Linked DNA regions of Sus scrofa: region 1 is linked to region 2. The links are chromatin contacts, called in public HiChIP or PLAC-seq maps. All regions are on one chromosome and are shown on one strand. Each heading gives the region's core, a stretch centred on a gene start, on an enhancer-like site or on the middle of the called end of the contact. The rest is flanking DNA. Distances are from core to core; before and after follow the strand shown.

The links. HiChIP or PLAC-seq counts read pairs in DNA pulled down with a chosen protein or histone mark.
Region 1: an H3K27ac HiChIP or PLAC-seq map of skeletal muscle shows a contact between it and region 2. The contact joins the enhancer-like site here to the promoter of ATP1B1 in region 2. A contact is called at or near these places in 7 of 47 Hi-C or Micro-C datasets (blood, embryonic fibroblasts, heart right ventricle and 3 more) and 2 of 2 datasets of contacts at active chromatin or transcription factors (alveolar macrophages and skeletal muscle).

Annotation. Positions count from the first base shown.
Region 1 is chr4:81,981,354-81,988,118 of Sscrofa11.1, reverse strand. No RefSeq gene overlaps it. Among named protein-coding and RNA genes, the nearest start is that of ATP1B1, 48 kb to the right of the region's middle. Within about 2 kb of position 2,473, at least 24 of the 83 cell types and tissues checked have an H3K27ac peak or open chromatin away from gene starts, as enhancers often do. A contact at or near this core is called in alveolar macrophages, embryonic fibroblasts and skeletal muscle, where this site is marked.
Region 2 is chr4:81,934,608-81,941,292 of Sscrofa11.1, reverse strand. It overlaps ATP1B1 (ATPase, Na+/K+ transporting, beta 1 polypeptide), which reads left to right and starts at 4,278. Exons shown (of 6, transcript NM_001001542.1): 1 at 4,278-4,503. The coding sequence starts at 4,407.

The DNA.
Region 1 (6,765 bases), core at 1,224-3,723, 49 kb before region 2:
TGTGGTTTCCTGGAAGTACAGGACTTCTCATTTACCCTTGTATGCCCCACACCATTTGGCTCGGAGTAGGTGCTTGATAAGTGTTAGCAGACTTAAAATGCTGCGTTTACTAATTCTGCTAACAAGGAAATGTGTGGAATATTTGTAAGAGTATTGATGTGCGTGCATTTGCACACCAGTGGTGCCATAATTTATGAGGGGGAGGACTGACAGGCAAGAGAGGGCTGGGGGTAGTTACCTAAGGCTGGAATGTATACTAGGCTATATGTTCCTTATAAGCAAAGACCATTTTTCCTTCTTTCTCAGGTACCTCACACAGTGCCTGACATGTCCCACGTGCTCAATGAATATCAGTTAAGTTGATAAATGTATTTATGTTTAAAACTCCAACCTAGAAAGTGTCCACTGCCCCTCATGTCCGATGTATGCTTATCAGCATGGCCCTGCACTGAGCTACAGAGCTCCTGTCCCACTTCACCCCCACCATCACATACCCCCCCATCTCTTGCTCTGTCTCCATCTCAACTTGCCAAGATGAGGGTCACATTTTGAAATCAAGTTTGTACAAAAATATCCACAAGCAGTCAGGGCACACCTGGCTAGAATCTCTTCTTGGTGTGAAGAAATGTATCAACAGCAAGTTCTGCCTCTGGTCAGATGGGAGAACACCTTTCTTTGATACTTCTTGAATGTATTCTCCTTTTGAACCAGCTCAACCTTCAGAATTAGCTTTCCCACTAGTACCAGGTCTTTTCAGAGTATTAGCAGAGAAGTTGCCTTAGGAGACAGATGGGCTAAAACTGCCATTCAAACATGGCTCCCTCCTTTCTCATCATATGTGAAAAAGAAAGGAGCCTTTTACCTTGACTTCCCCAACCATCAACTTCACCTTTCTGAACAAGGCTGTGTAAGATGTTATGGACAGCAAAGGATAGAAGATCTAAGGGATAGAAGTGTCTGAAAATAATAAGAATGTTGATTGTTTCATATTATGTGAAGTCTGGAGGTGGGACAGTTTCAGCAAAGGTCAATTCATTGACATGGAAATACCACAGACCTACCTTAGCTTTTCCGCAGCTTTCCCCCCCAATTCTAAGCTCTTCTGTAGATCAGGCCTCAGATAATGTCAACAATCTTCAGAGACAGAAAAAAGGAATGCCCCCACCTTATGTCCCTCCATCAGACAACCCCCATGTCTCAATGGCCAGAATCAACACAATCTGCCCAGGCTTAAAACAATTTTTACACAAGACAAGGCCACCACAGTTGGCCTAGACCAATGAAGTCTCACCCTCTGTGGTTAGGTAGAGCTCAGTGCCTAAAAAGGACATAACCTTTCAAAGGACACAACCAAAATCAGAGCTTGACGGTAAGGTAGAAAGAAGGAAACAAACCTTTGGCAGGCAACCAACAGTGTCTGCAACAGAGAAATTTGGTCCCTTGACCTCTCTAGGAAGGAAATGAGTAAAATTATCCTAATTTTAAGCTTTGGGAAATCAAACTATTATAAGACAAGGATCCTGCTTACTCAGAGCTACAATCTGGTTGAAGAGATAAAGACTTCCAAAAGTGTTAACTCATAATGACTTTACCATTATTATCTGTGTGGGATGAAGCAGTAGCAAAGCCCCACCAAAATCTTCTTGTATGCAAAATGCTAAAGTAGGCTTACCAACGCAAAGAAAAAAAATCTTGTCATGCATGCTGAGTCGTGCAGTTTAATGGTACACACAACCCGATTCCAGATAAATGTCAAGACTGGAACAGGGACACTTGGCCTCAGTTTTAGTCTTTGTTACAAAATTCACCAATGCCTTCCTTTGAAGGCTACTGTGTTTTTTTGTTTGTTTTTTTTTTTATGGTCAAAAAGTACAATTTACAACTTCACTGAAACACTTCTGGGGAGTTTATAAAGGTTTTTTTGGAAAAACTTGAAATCTTCTAATCCTTTTGAGAAGAAAAATAGTTTTACAAAGAGAAATAGGTCAAGAAACTGTTTGATCCTAAAGCCATGACTGCAAGCTTTCCTCTCAAAATTTATATCAGGTGGAACATTTGATATCAAGTTGCTCTTCCACTGATCACTCATTATTCATTCACTTGACTTTAGGTTGGCCAGTCACTCCTATCACACTCTCTGAAATCTGGCAGGACCACAGGTGCTGAAAGCTTAGGGCTCAATCTTGTGCTCTCAGAAGGGCCAAAAGAGAGTGAAGGCTCTGGGGGCCTCCCCGACTTCTCTACCTCCTTGGTCCCCAGAAGTCCTTCCCTTGGAGCCCTTCCTCTTCCTACAGCAGGCCTTCCTCAGCTGCTGGGAGCTCCACCCAGGATAAATGCAAACCAACCCTCGGATTCCTCAGCAATGAACAACCAACACTACTACATTATGAAATCTCTTTCTTCTCTGACTCTGCTTCTCTCCAGAGAGGGCTGGAGTATGCTCTGGCCTCTGACCATAGAAGCAAATTTCCTCTGGAACCGACTCGAAAAGAAGAAATGAGTCATGAGGCTGCAGAGATAAGCTACCCAGAAAACTCCCCTGAGGAAATGGCCAGGAGTTTTCAGAGGGAGGCCCACTAGCTACAGTGTGGCCATCCTTGCTGTACCTTGTCTAAGAGACGAGGTTCCTACCTGTCAGAAAGACTTGGCTAGAAACAGAGGGATGAGCTAAGTAAACTTTCAGGAGAGCTGGGTTTCAAATGTTCCTGCCAGAAGGATTATATGTCCCCAGGCAGGTGTCCTTCTCCTGTGGCCCATGGTATCAGCTGTGTGTGCTCTTTTTCAGGGAGAAGTAGAAATACCAATCCACAGTTAGGAACTGGGGATTAAGATGAAAGAAGAGGGGAAGTATCACATAGTCTTTAAAAATTAAGCGTCAACCAAGGTTAAAATTCTACTCCACCACTTACAAACTATATAGCTGAGTGTGTTCCTGTCTCTAGGCAAGCATCCACTTCTATCTAAAAATAGAATAATAGAAGCTGCCCCCCCACTCCAATCTGTTAGAGAATTAAATTAGGTAGTAAGGTTACCAGAATATCCAATATATAAGGAACAATTGCAGCAACAGCGTGGGTGGTTATTAATAAAAGGATGACCAAGCAGTGGAATACAGCATTATGAGACCTGACACAGGGCTTAGCTCTGCATTCCTGTGTGGTTGAGAGAAGGAAGCAGAGATGTCAGTGAGGAAGCTGGAAGCCAGATCAGAAGTCCCTCTGGGGTGGAGGAATGTAGGGAGGAGCTGGCATAAACAAAAACTAGAGATAGAGGAGGAGGTCGTGAAAAAACAATCTCGTAGTCCTGGAGTTTTCCTCCTTGTGAAGCAGAGCTAAGCACCTCAATAAAAGTGAGCTAATGCCTCTCCCTTTACAAGAAGTCATATTACTTCATCTTAGAAACAATCTGCTCCAGGAACTATTACACTGGGAATCACAACAACACCACCTCAGACACATCCAGGGCAGCAGCCCCAGGTACACAGCCCTGTTGCAGTGGGAGAGCCTGCTATCATAAAAAGTAGATTGAAAAATAGGAGCCCCTCTGAATTAGGTCAACAGCCAGGCCCAGAGTCACAGAGCTCTCCCAGCTGAGAGAGACTTTTCAGAAAGATGCTTGCTGGTCAGTCCAGAGTCACTAGTATGGTTGGTCACCCCTCAGACAAAAACTAGACTTAAGCAGGAGGATCCACTTTTATCTTGGGGAGTGCCAGAAAGGTCAAGAGAAAAGTGAAGGGCATTTTTCCTCCATCAACAAAAATATTCATAAAAGTTCAATGCCTATAATAGTTAGCCATTGGCAAAAAGATGATTATTCAAGAAAAGCTTATAGTGAACTCCCTTATTAGGGGGAAATATTCAAATTTGAACTTCATTATAAGCTTGTTTATACATTTTCTTGATTGATTGAGGATTTGTGTTTATAAAAAGAAACAAAAAGGAAAATCTGCAGCTGCAAAAGCAGCATAAACAAACTTAAGGAACATATGTGAGTTTAACTTATCTGGGGGTAAAGTGGAAATTTTTAAATATGGCCGCAAATTCTGTGATCTGTCTCCCATGAAGCCTCTCTGAATCTGGGTAGGCTTGAGACTGCTTTGACCAATAGAGTTGACATCCAAAGTCCACATTATAAAAAGCCTTACAGTTATTTGCTCGAACACCCCCCTTTCGGAGTCCTGAGCTGCCATGTGCAAATTCTAACTACTCCAGTTCTGCCACATCAAACAGTCCATGTGGAAGCACTTGGGGGACAGTCCCTCCTGAACCGGGCCTTCCAGCTGTCTCCACAAGGCTCCAGACACAGGGGTGTCACCTCCTTGGATCCTCCCAATCAGCCAGCTGATGAACACTGAAATGATTTCTATCAACATCAGGTGGAGCAGAAAAGTCACCAGCTGAGCCCGCAAAAACCTTGACCTGCAAAAACTGTATAATCAAATTGTTGTTGTTTTAAGTCATTGAGTTTTGGTGTCATTAGTTATACAGCAGTAGATAGAAAAGGACCTTCTAATCATGAAAGCTTGATTGGAATTAAAAAAAAAGAAAGATGGAGTTCCCGTCATGGCGCAGTGGTTAACGAATCTGACTAGGAACCATGAGGTTGCAGGTTCGATCCCTGGCCTTGCTCAGTGGGTTAAAGGATCTGGCGTTGCCCTGAGCTGTGGTGTAGGTTGCAGACGCGGCTCGGATCCTACGTTGCTGTGGCTCTGGCGTAGGCTGGTGGCTACAGCTCCGATTCGACCCCTAGCCTGGGAACCTCCACATGCCGTGGGAGAGGCCCTAGATAAAGCAAAACAAAACAAACAAACAAACAAACAAAAAATAAAGTCTCTATTGATAAAAAATAAATAAATAAAATATATTAAAAAAAGAAAGAAAAGAGAAAAACAACAGACAGCAAATTTAAAATTGTAAACTTCTCTATGTCGTTTACCATTATATACAAAATTAAAAGGCAATGACAAACTGGAAAAGTATCCTTGTAACACACATAACAAACCATTAATAAGAAAACTGCAATAGGGGGGTTTCCGTTATGGCTTCAGCAGGTTAAAGACCAAGCATTGTCTTTGTGAGGATGTGAGTTCTATCCCTGGCCTTTCTCAGTGGGTTAAGGATCCAGCATTGTAGCAAGCTGCACATAGATAGCAGATGCAGCTCGGATCTGGTGTTGCCGTGGCTGTGGCATAGGCCACAGTGGCAGCTCCAATTCAACCTTAGCCTGTTAACATCCATCTGCCGCAGGTATAGCCATCAAAAAAAAAAAAAAAAAGATGCAAATCATAAAAAGCAGTCATCAAAAGAAATTAAAATGGCAAAAAAAGAGTTATTTAACACTATTAGTAATAAAATAAATGGAAATTAAATGACAGTAAGATACATTTTTTGCCTTCAAATTCATAAATATTTTTTAAATGATAACAGTCAATGCCCATGAGACAAGAGTGAAGCAAGAATTTTCAAATACTGGTGGTGGGAATATAAATTGAGAATCTTTCCAGAGATCAAGTTGATGATATGTATCAAAAGTCTCAAATACCCTCTACTAAAGTATTTCCACTTCTAGGAATTGAAAAGACTTGTAATCAAGCATTCTCATCACAGCAGTATTTATACTAGTGAGAAATAATAAACACTAAAACATTCAACAATATGAGAATTATTGCTAAATTTCAAATAATTGAATATAGTGGAGTTATCAAAAAGCATGGTTTCCATAATATTCAACGACAGAGGAATACATTTATAATAGTATAAAACTGAAGGAAAAACGGTGGTTAAAAGCAAACAAAAGAATAGCCACAATTATGTTTATATAGATGGATGGATAGAGAAAAAGACAGTGGAAAGGCACAGAAATATTCATGTAGTCTCTCAATAAAGGTTTTAGAGAAGTATTGTTCCCTTTTTCCTTCTCTGGATATTCCAATTTTCCAACACAAAACTATACTAATTTTATAATCAGAAAAACATTCTTCTTTTAAAAAGGTAATTAAAGAAAGAATTCCAAAGCAGTTAACTTGAACAGAGGAGCATTCAAGTACTAAGAGGCTTCTGAGAAGTAAGGTTCTCTCCTTCCAGAGACCTTCTGTGGTCTCTGTTTTGGAGGTACCTGACTCTAGGCTTTCATCCCACTACCACGAGTAGGCAGCCGTAACTTCGCTCCACATGGAGAGACTATCCAGCAGTAATGAGACATACCTCCCACTCCCCAGTGAGGAGGTGTCATAAGAAGCCTAGGCGAGAATCAGAACTTTCACCACCACCCAGTGCTAATGAGGACACCCTCACCACTGGAAATCCCATCCCCAACAGCAGTAATAAGGAGATTCCCTAACCCTCACCACTTGAGTATTCATGAAGACCAAGTGATGAACCTGGCTTTCTACCCTGCCTAAATATAACAAAGTAGCAGCCCCACTTCCCCTGCCAGAATGGTGTCAGTGGAGGCCAGTTAAAAGAGTAGGTTTAAGTAAGATCCAGAGCCTCAGAATATTATTTGAAAAAGTCCAAGTTCCAATCAAAAATTCACTCATCACTCCAGAAACCATGAGGATCCCAACTAATGAAAAAAAAATTCAATAGATGCCAAGACCAAGATGACAGAGCTACTACATTTATCTGACAAAGATTTTAAAGCAGCCAATGATAAAAATGCTTCAACAAGCAATTGTGAATATGGCTGAAACAAATATTTTAAAAATAGGAAGCCTCAGCAAAGAAATAGAAGATTTATAAAAGAATAAAATGGGTATTTTTAGAA
Region 2 (6,685 bases), core at 3,029-5,528:
TTGGGCAGAACCAATCACAGTGCACCAGAACCATTCCTCTTCCCAAGCCTGCATTTAAAGAGTTGCTCTTTTTGCCCTGAGCTATCACGAGACATGTTTCTACAATATTTTCTTAGCCTCTTTGCTGAAAACTCCATCTTGTCCTGCTCTACTTTATCCCATCTTCCTGCTTTACTTTATCCCATCTTCCTGCTTGGAAAACAGTCACAGTGCTGGTAAATGACTTAAGCTTAAGAACAAAGACCTAGAGGCATAAGTTATTCATAGGGTCAGCCGAATGAGGACATAAGGTGTTGGTCTGGACACACTGGACCTGTGCAGATTGGCACGCCATTTGTACAAGCATGATATGTCCTCTAAGGAATAAGAGAAAGAGGAACCTCATGGCCAGGTGGTTTATGAGCGGTTGTTAGAAGAATATGCATTAGCAAAGAGATCCAAGGTGCAAACCTAGGCACGCTGGGTTGCCGCCAGTAGGCATGCGGAAGCACAGTGAGGATTCTCTGGCATGCTATGCATAGACAGCTAACTCAAATGCTAATTATTATGTGCCTAAAGGTCAGAGTAAAAGCTTAACCTTCTACCAGCTAAGTGACTTTTAAAATAATAAAAGAACTTATAAAATAATAAACCCTATATCCTCCACCCATAGCCCCCTCCTCACTTGATGTCATCCTAAAGAGCACAATAAAAGCAGTGTGGTTTCTTGAGGTGGGGCTCTTGGTCCTGAGACCTTGAGTCCCCCAGTTCCCACCTTTACTTAAGATAAACGTCTCTGTGTCCTGTTTTATGTTAACTTTTTCCCTTAAGTTTCACAGCACCCGTCCTTCAGCCCCATCCTGCCGAGCTGGTCTCGGCACTGAGCCTTTAGAATTCCTTCCTCTTTCTTCCTGCAGAGAAATACTGGACCTCCACTGGCATGTACTGATCAGCTTTCTGAGTTCCCTGTGGCCCACACCTCCCCCACCACCACCCAGGCCCAGCCACTTGCTCCAACTGCCAGGGCACCCCTCCCTCCATAGAACAACACACCCACAGCTTTCAACCTGCTGCTACAGCACCCTTCACTGAAGGGGCCTCAGAACACAAGCCCAGCCCAGCCCAGCACACCCAAAGGGACAACGTATGCTCAAGTTATTCATTACTCAACTTAGAGGAGGTCACAGAAGAGGAAGCACACTGGAAAGCAAGGGGAAAGGTGGCACAGAGGGTGGAGAATTAGTCAGGGTGACCTTCTAAGGGAACTCAGAGCCCTGGCAGGAGGGGCTGTCAGAGGAAGGTGGCAAAATCCTAGAACAGCCCCAAGGTTAGACAAGGTCAAATGGAAAAAGCTAATTATAATTAAGCCAGCTACTTAATAGCTCTTGCTATGCACCAGGCACTGTACTTAGCACTTTCCCACATCTCCCATTTAATCCTTGCAACAATGTATCACTTCAGTTTTACAACTGAGGGAATAGCCCCAGAGAGAACAAGTAACTTGCTCAAGGTCACACTAGTAGTAGGTACTGAAGCTGGGAGGGAGAATGCAGGTCTGTCTTGCCCTTCACCAGGTCACTCTTTCTGGTGACATGGTTAGGTGGGTAAAACAGCTCTAAACGGTTTAGAGTGTAAGGTGGAATTTGAATCTGGTTCCCATAGAGCTGAGATCACACTCTCCTGCCACAATGCCAGGTTTGCTTAGAAACACAGAGGTTTGTAGAAGCCAGAGGGAGGCTGGTTTAGAATGAGATGCTGCATTGGCTGTGAAGGCATGATCCTCAAGGTTTGTCAGCACCTGGGAAGAATTTACATGCTGAGGAGGTAAAATTTGGTGGGGGTGGGGTGTATCCCCCAGAGGAAGACAATAGGTCAAGGACAAGAGAGAAAGCTTATCCTTGCCAGACACAGGATCAGTCTAATTGGCATTTGCCATGGGTCTGGAGAACTTTTTTAAGGAAAAAATGGGGGTTCTAATCAGAGACCTGTTAATGTGAGCCTTTCTCCACATATTTTGCAGTACTATTACTTCTACTGGAAAAGAGAAGAAGAAAGGGGCAGGGGAGAAAAAGAGGTGGGGGGGGAGGAATATCAATGAGTCAGGGATGGGAAGAGTGGGCTTAGGGAGTATGCACAAAGGGCACCCCCCACACAACTCTCATCCCTTCCCTCTCCACCTTTCCCTCTTTCCCTCTTCTCATCCTTTTTTTCTTTCTTTTTTTTTTTTGGCTGATTCTGCCCACAGGCTTTCCTCCGTCTTACACATAGTGGGCTCTCGATAAACACATGCCCTTCCCAGTGACCTGTCCTTCTGGAAACTCCTCTGTCAGGTAACTTCTGCTGGGAGGGGGCTGGGCATCATATCGGCAGGTGCAGGTGCAGCCTCTTCCTGCAGTTCTACCACCAACTTGGGGCTTTTCCAACATAAACACTGCAGGAGCAAGGCGGGGGTGGCTTCCTCTCTGAACATGCAGTTCTCAAGGCTGCCCTTGACCGAACCCTACTTGTAGCAGGCCCTCTGGGGCTGGGGTGGATGGGTGGCTGCTTCTGCATTTCAGGAATTTTCAGGTTTGCCCAAGTCTCGCAGGTGGGCCTTTGGAAGGACTGATGAGGAAGAGCTCATGCTACAGCAATTCAAGCTTGTCCATAGACCTGCGAGTTTGACCTGGGTGACAGAAAGGAAACCCTGACAAGCCTCCCTTGCGTTGTCTGTCTGGATACAGGGAGGGGAAATCTTTTCTGGGATGGGCTACATAGCTCCCTGGGGATGTAGCTTCTGTACATTGACTGCAGAGGCGCCCCTGCTGATTTCTGCTGTGTCACTGCCTCAAGAGGGATGTGTGAAGCTGCTCAGGGGTTTGGCGGAGGGAGATGAAACCAAGGAGTTTGGCTGTTGATGCACAGGGGATAAAGAAGGGGGAGGGATAAAGGATGCCAAGGATTGCCTGCACCTTCTCGCGATTTATACTAGGCTTTCCAGATCCTTTTTGGCCCCAGGTCTTTTAGAGAAGAACAAAGTGGTCGGTACCCACCCAAGGGGCGTGAAAACCCGTCCCTGAGAACACCAGCCTGGGATTCGACGCCAAGGGGAGTCATTGGTGGCTAGGTCACGTGCAAACATTGTCGCCGCCGGGGTCTAGACTGGTGTGAGCCGCCAGGCAATGCGACTGGTTTCTGAAGGAGCGACCCACTGGGGGCCGGCTGGTCGGCCTCCAACACCTCCTACCCCTTTCAAACCCCGGATCCGGCTTGCCGCCCTGGGTGGGTTTGGCAATTATCCTGCTTGAGGTGGTTCAGGCCGCCCACAAGGAGCATAGCCCGGCAGTCAGGAGCCAGGGCTGCTGGCTGGGCTGGCCTGGAAGGAGAGGGACGGGCCGGAACTGCAACCGCAGTGGCGGGGAGACCGGAGGGGGTGGCAGGTGCAGCAGCAGAGAGGCGGGGCGGAGCTGGGCAGAGTCCCTGATTCTCAGGCGTCCCGGAGTGACCTACCCCCACCCAGCTAGGGCCTAGGAGAAGTGGAAGTGCGGAGAAGAGAGGCTGAGAGTGCACGAGAGGGACTGACTGGATCGGGACAGCCGGGCTGGGGTCCCGAAGGGTCTGCGGGGCGCCAGGCAAGGCAGGTGCGGGTCACCTCACTACGGAAAAGGCGGGTTCGTGCACAGCCCAACGCGAGGAGGGGGCTGTTAGGTGCTGCGGCCTCGCCACTCACAGTTCTCTCCGCCCCTCCCCGCGCCCCCGCTCCCTGGCTCCCTAGACCGCCCCTCACGCCGCTACCGCAGCTCCTTTGTGCCAACCCCGCGCCCGCCCCCTCGGGCCCCAGGCCCCGCCCCCTCCACGCCGGCTATTGGCCCGCCGGGTCGCTAGTGGGCGGGGCGCCCCGTCGCCACGGCGCGGTATATAGTAAAGGTAGGGCGTGCGCCCTCAGCCAATTTCTCGGCTCGTGGCGGGTGGCTGTAGCCTGGGCCCGCAGTCCATTTGTTCGTCCTTCCCTTTGACTTTTCCTTGTCCCCTGCCTGTCTCTGCAGAGGTCACAGGAGGCGGGGGCCGAGCACGCGTCCTCGGTGGCAGCTGGAGTGGCAGCTGCGGGTTTGTGGAGCCCCCGAATCCCCAAGGGCAAGGGGAGCGCGTGGCGGACCAAAGAGGGCCAGTGAGCGGTCGTGCGCCCACCAATAGGTGCGGGGCTCGGAGACGCCCAGCCTGCGCGGTCCCTCCCTCCTCCCTCCGCCCCCGCCGCCGCCGCCTCCCCCTCCTCCCGCTCCTGACTCTGCTCCTCCACCGCGCGTCTGGCACTCTGAAAGCCGCAGCGGCAGCGGCGGGTGCAGCCTGCGGAGAGCCAGGCAGGGGACACTGATCGGCAGGAGAGGACGCAAGAGCGCACGCGGCAATCACCCATCTTCAATCCCCGCAGCAGCTGCTGACCCGCCACCATGGCCCGCGGAAAAGCCAAGGAGGAGGGCAGCTGGAAGAAATTCATCTGGAACTCCGAAAAGAAGGAGTTTTTGGGCAGGACCGGTGGCAGTTGGTGTAAGTATGGGTTTCGCAGCTCTCGCCCCCAGCGCCTTGCCTTTCGGCTCATCCCCCGGGCAGGCTCTGCGGACCGCACCGCGCGCTCCGCGCTGGCAAGGGCGGAGGGTCGGGTGGTGAGCACTGCTACGATCGCGCGGGCCTGGGCTTGCTGTCCTGTATGGAATTCAGAATCCCTGGATAGGCGCGGGCAAGCAGAGGGTTACGTATATTGTAGCGGTCTTGGGAACTTGCAGTTTATATGACATCGCTTGAGCCCTTCGGTCCTGGGCATGGTCGGGCTGTGGGAGACTAGATATGTCTCTTCTTGTAGTCAGGTCCTAAAAAATAAGATTTGAGGCTCTGAAAGAACAGCCTGAGGGTAATCGGACCGAATGCAGGCGAGGTTGTGTGTTAAAGCACCTTTTTTTTCTAGTCTAAATATGTACCTCCAAAGGCCGGCGGCGGGCGGGGGTGGGGTGGGGGTGCGGGGAGCGGTAGTGATGGCAGAATCCATACACACTGCAGTATTTCGTAGCGATGCCCAGAGTTTCCTCCAGTGAACTGCCGTGGAGTCATCACAGCCCAGGAATGACCCAGGAAGCTCCATGTCAGGACTCCGTTTCTGAGCCTTGGCCCCAAAACATGGCAAAATCGGGTTGTTGTCAGTGTCTACAGAGCCAGATGCAGAACCGGGTACGATGAAGGGTTAGTGTGAAATAAATGGCACAAAGGCAGAGGCAGGTCATCTGATACGATTTGGGGCAGCCTGTTGCTTGGCTAAATAGACCCCCTCCCCATTGAAAATTATATTGCTTACTTGTCTTCCACCTCTCTACACAGGAAGGGTGACTTTTTTTAAAAGGTCATTTTGAAGGGCAGTTGTAGGCAAATCTGTAAGAGTCGTGACTGCGGAAGAGAGAGAGAGAGGGAGGGAACTCCCCCCTCCTGCATCACTGCCCCCCCTTCTCTAATATCATCATCACCATCATCATCATCTGCACCACTAGCACCACCACTGCAGCCACTAAGGGAGCCCTGGGTAGGTGCTGATGTGGTGTTCCTGATTGGGAGGATCTGTGAGCATGGGCAGGAGAATGAGTCAGGGAAATATTGCTTGGCTGACATTTTGAAATGGAAGAAGCTAGAATATATGATTTTCTGTAGAGGAAAAAAAAATGCACCCTGTAGTGTGTCTCTTGATTAAAAAGTGAAGGGTTAATAATGCATCACACTTCAAGGTTAGTCAAGGTGAAACCTCATCCCATACCTATGTTGGGAAGAATAGATATCCCTGAGCCATGTTAAATGTAGGTCTTTAAAGTGATGGCTTTTAGCTTGTATTTTATTTTATTTTGGGAAATCTCCATCCTTCAGTGGGCTTACTGCCATAGTTCTCATGCATTAAGTATAGCTCTCTGTGTTTCTTAATGTGGAAGGGAAAGCCTGAAGAACACTGGGTGTGTATAGGGTGAACAGCTCCTGGCCTGGGCCATCTCCTAGCAACTCCTGGTAACTAGTGAGGCCTGAGGGGTGCACTGCGGGACGAGCCTTCTCCCAGATTCACTAGGGGTTCCTACCATAGTGATCTGACTCCGGCCTTGTCATGGGCCAAGGACTGCATTGACTCCAGGCATGTTGTAAAATTTGCCCTCTAGTGTTTTTCCCTCTCATAAAATATATTTCTTTCCTCATTCCGATTCCACAATAATATTTGTTTTAGAGGGTAGGAATGGAAGGACTTGTTCTGTAAGCTGACATTTAATAATGCAGCACCTCCACATAAGAGAGAGTCATTTGTGTCTTGATAGCTCATACAGCAAGGTGTCAATACTCTAATGAATGCAGACACCAGGACTGGTGCTCTAGTCTCATCTTTCCATTTTACAAGGTGGAGGTGAGGTGTTGAGCTAAAAATTCAGGTTTTATCTTGCACTAATATGTCTACTCCTTTCTGGCAATGTAAGAAATGACAGAGCCTCTCCTAGGCAGAGAAAGTGACAGCAACCACTTGTCTCCTATGGAGAGAATGCCACCTTTCCAGCACTGGGCCCAACATGGATGCCCTTGGGACGAGGGCAGGTTGTCCTTGGTTCAGTTCTGTTTGTAGGTAGATTTTCACCAAGATGGACGCAGGAGCCTCGCCTGTAAGCTGCTGGAGAAAGTGCAGCATGCAAATCACCTGGTGCTATCCACCCTTTTA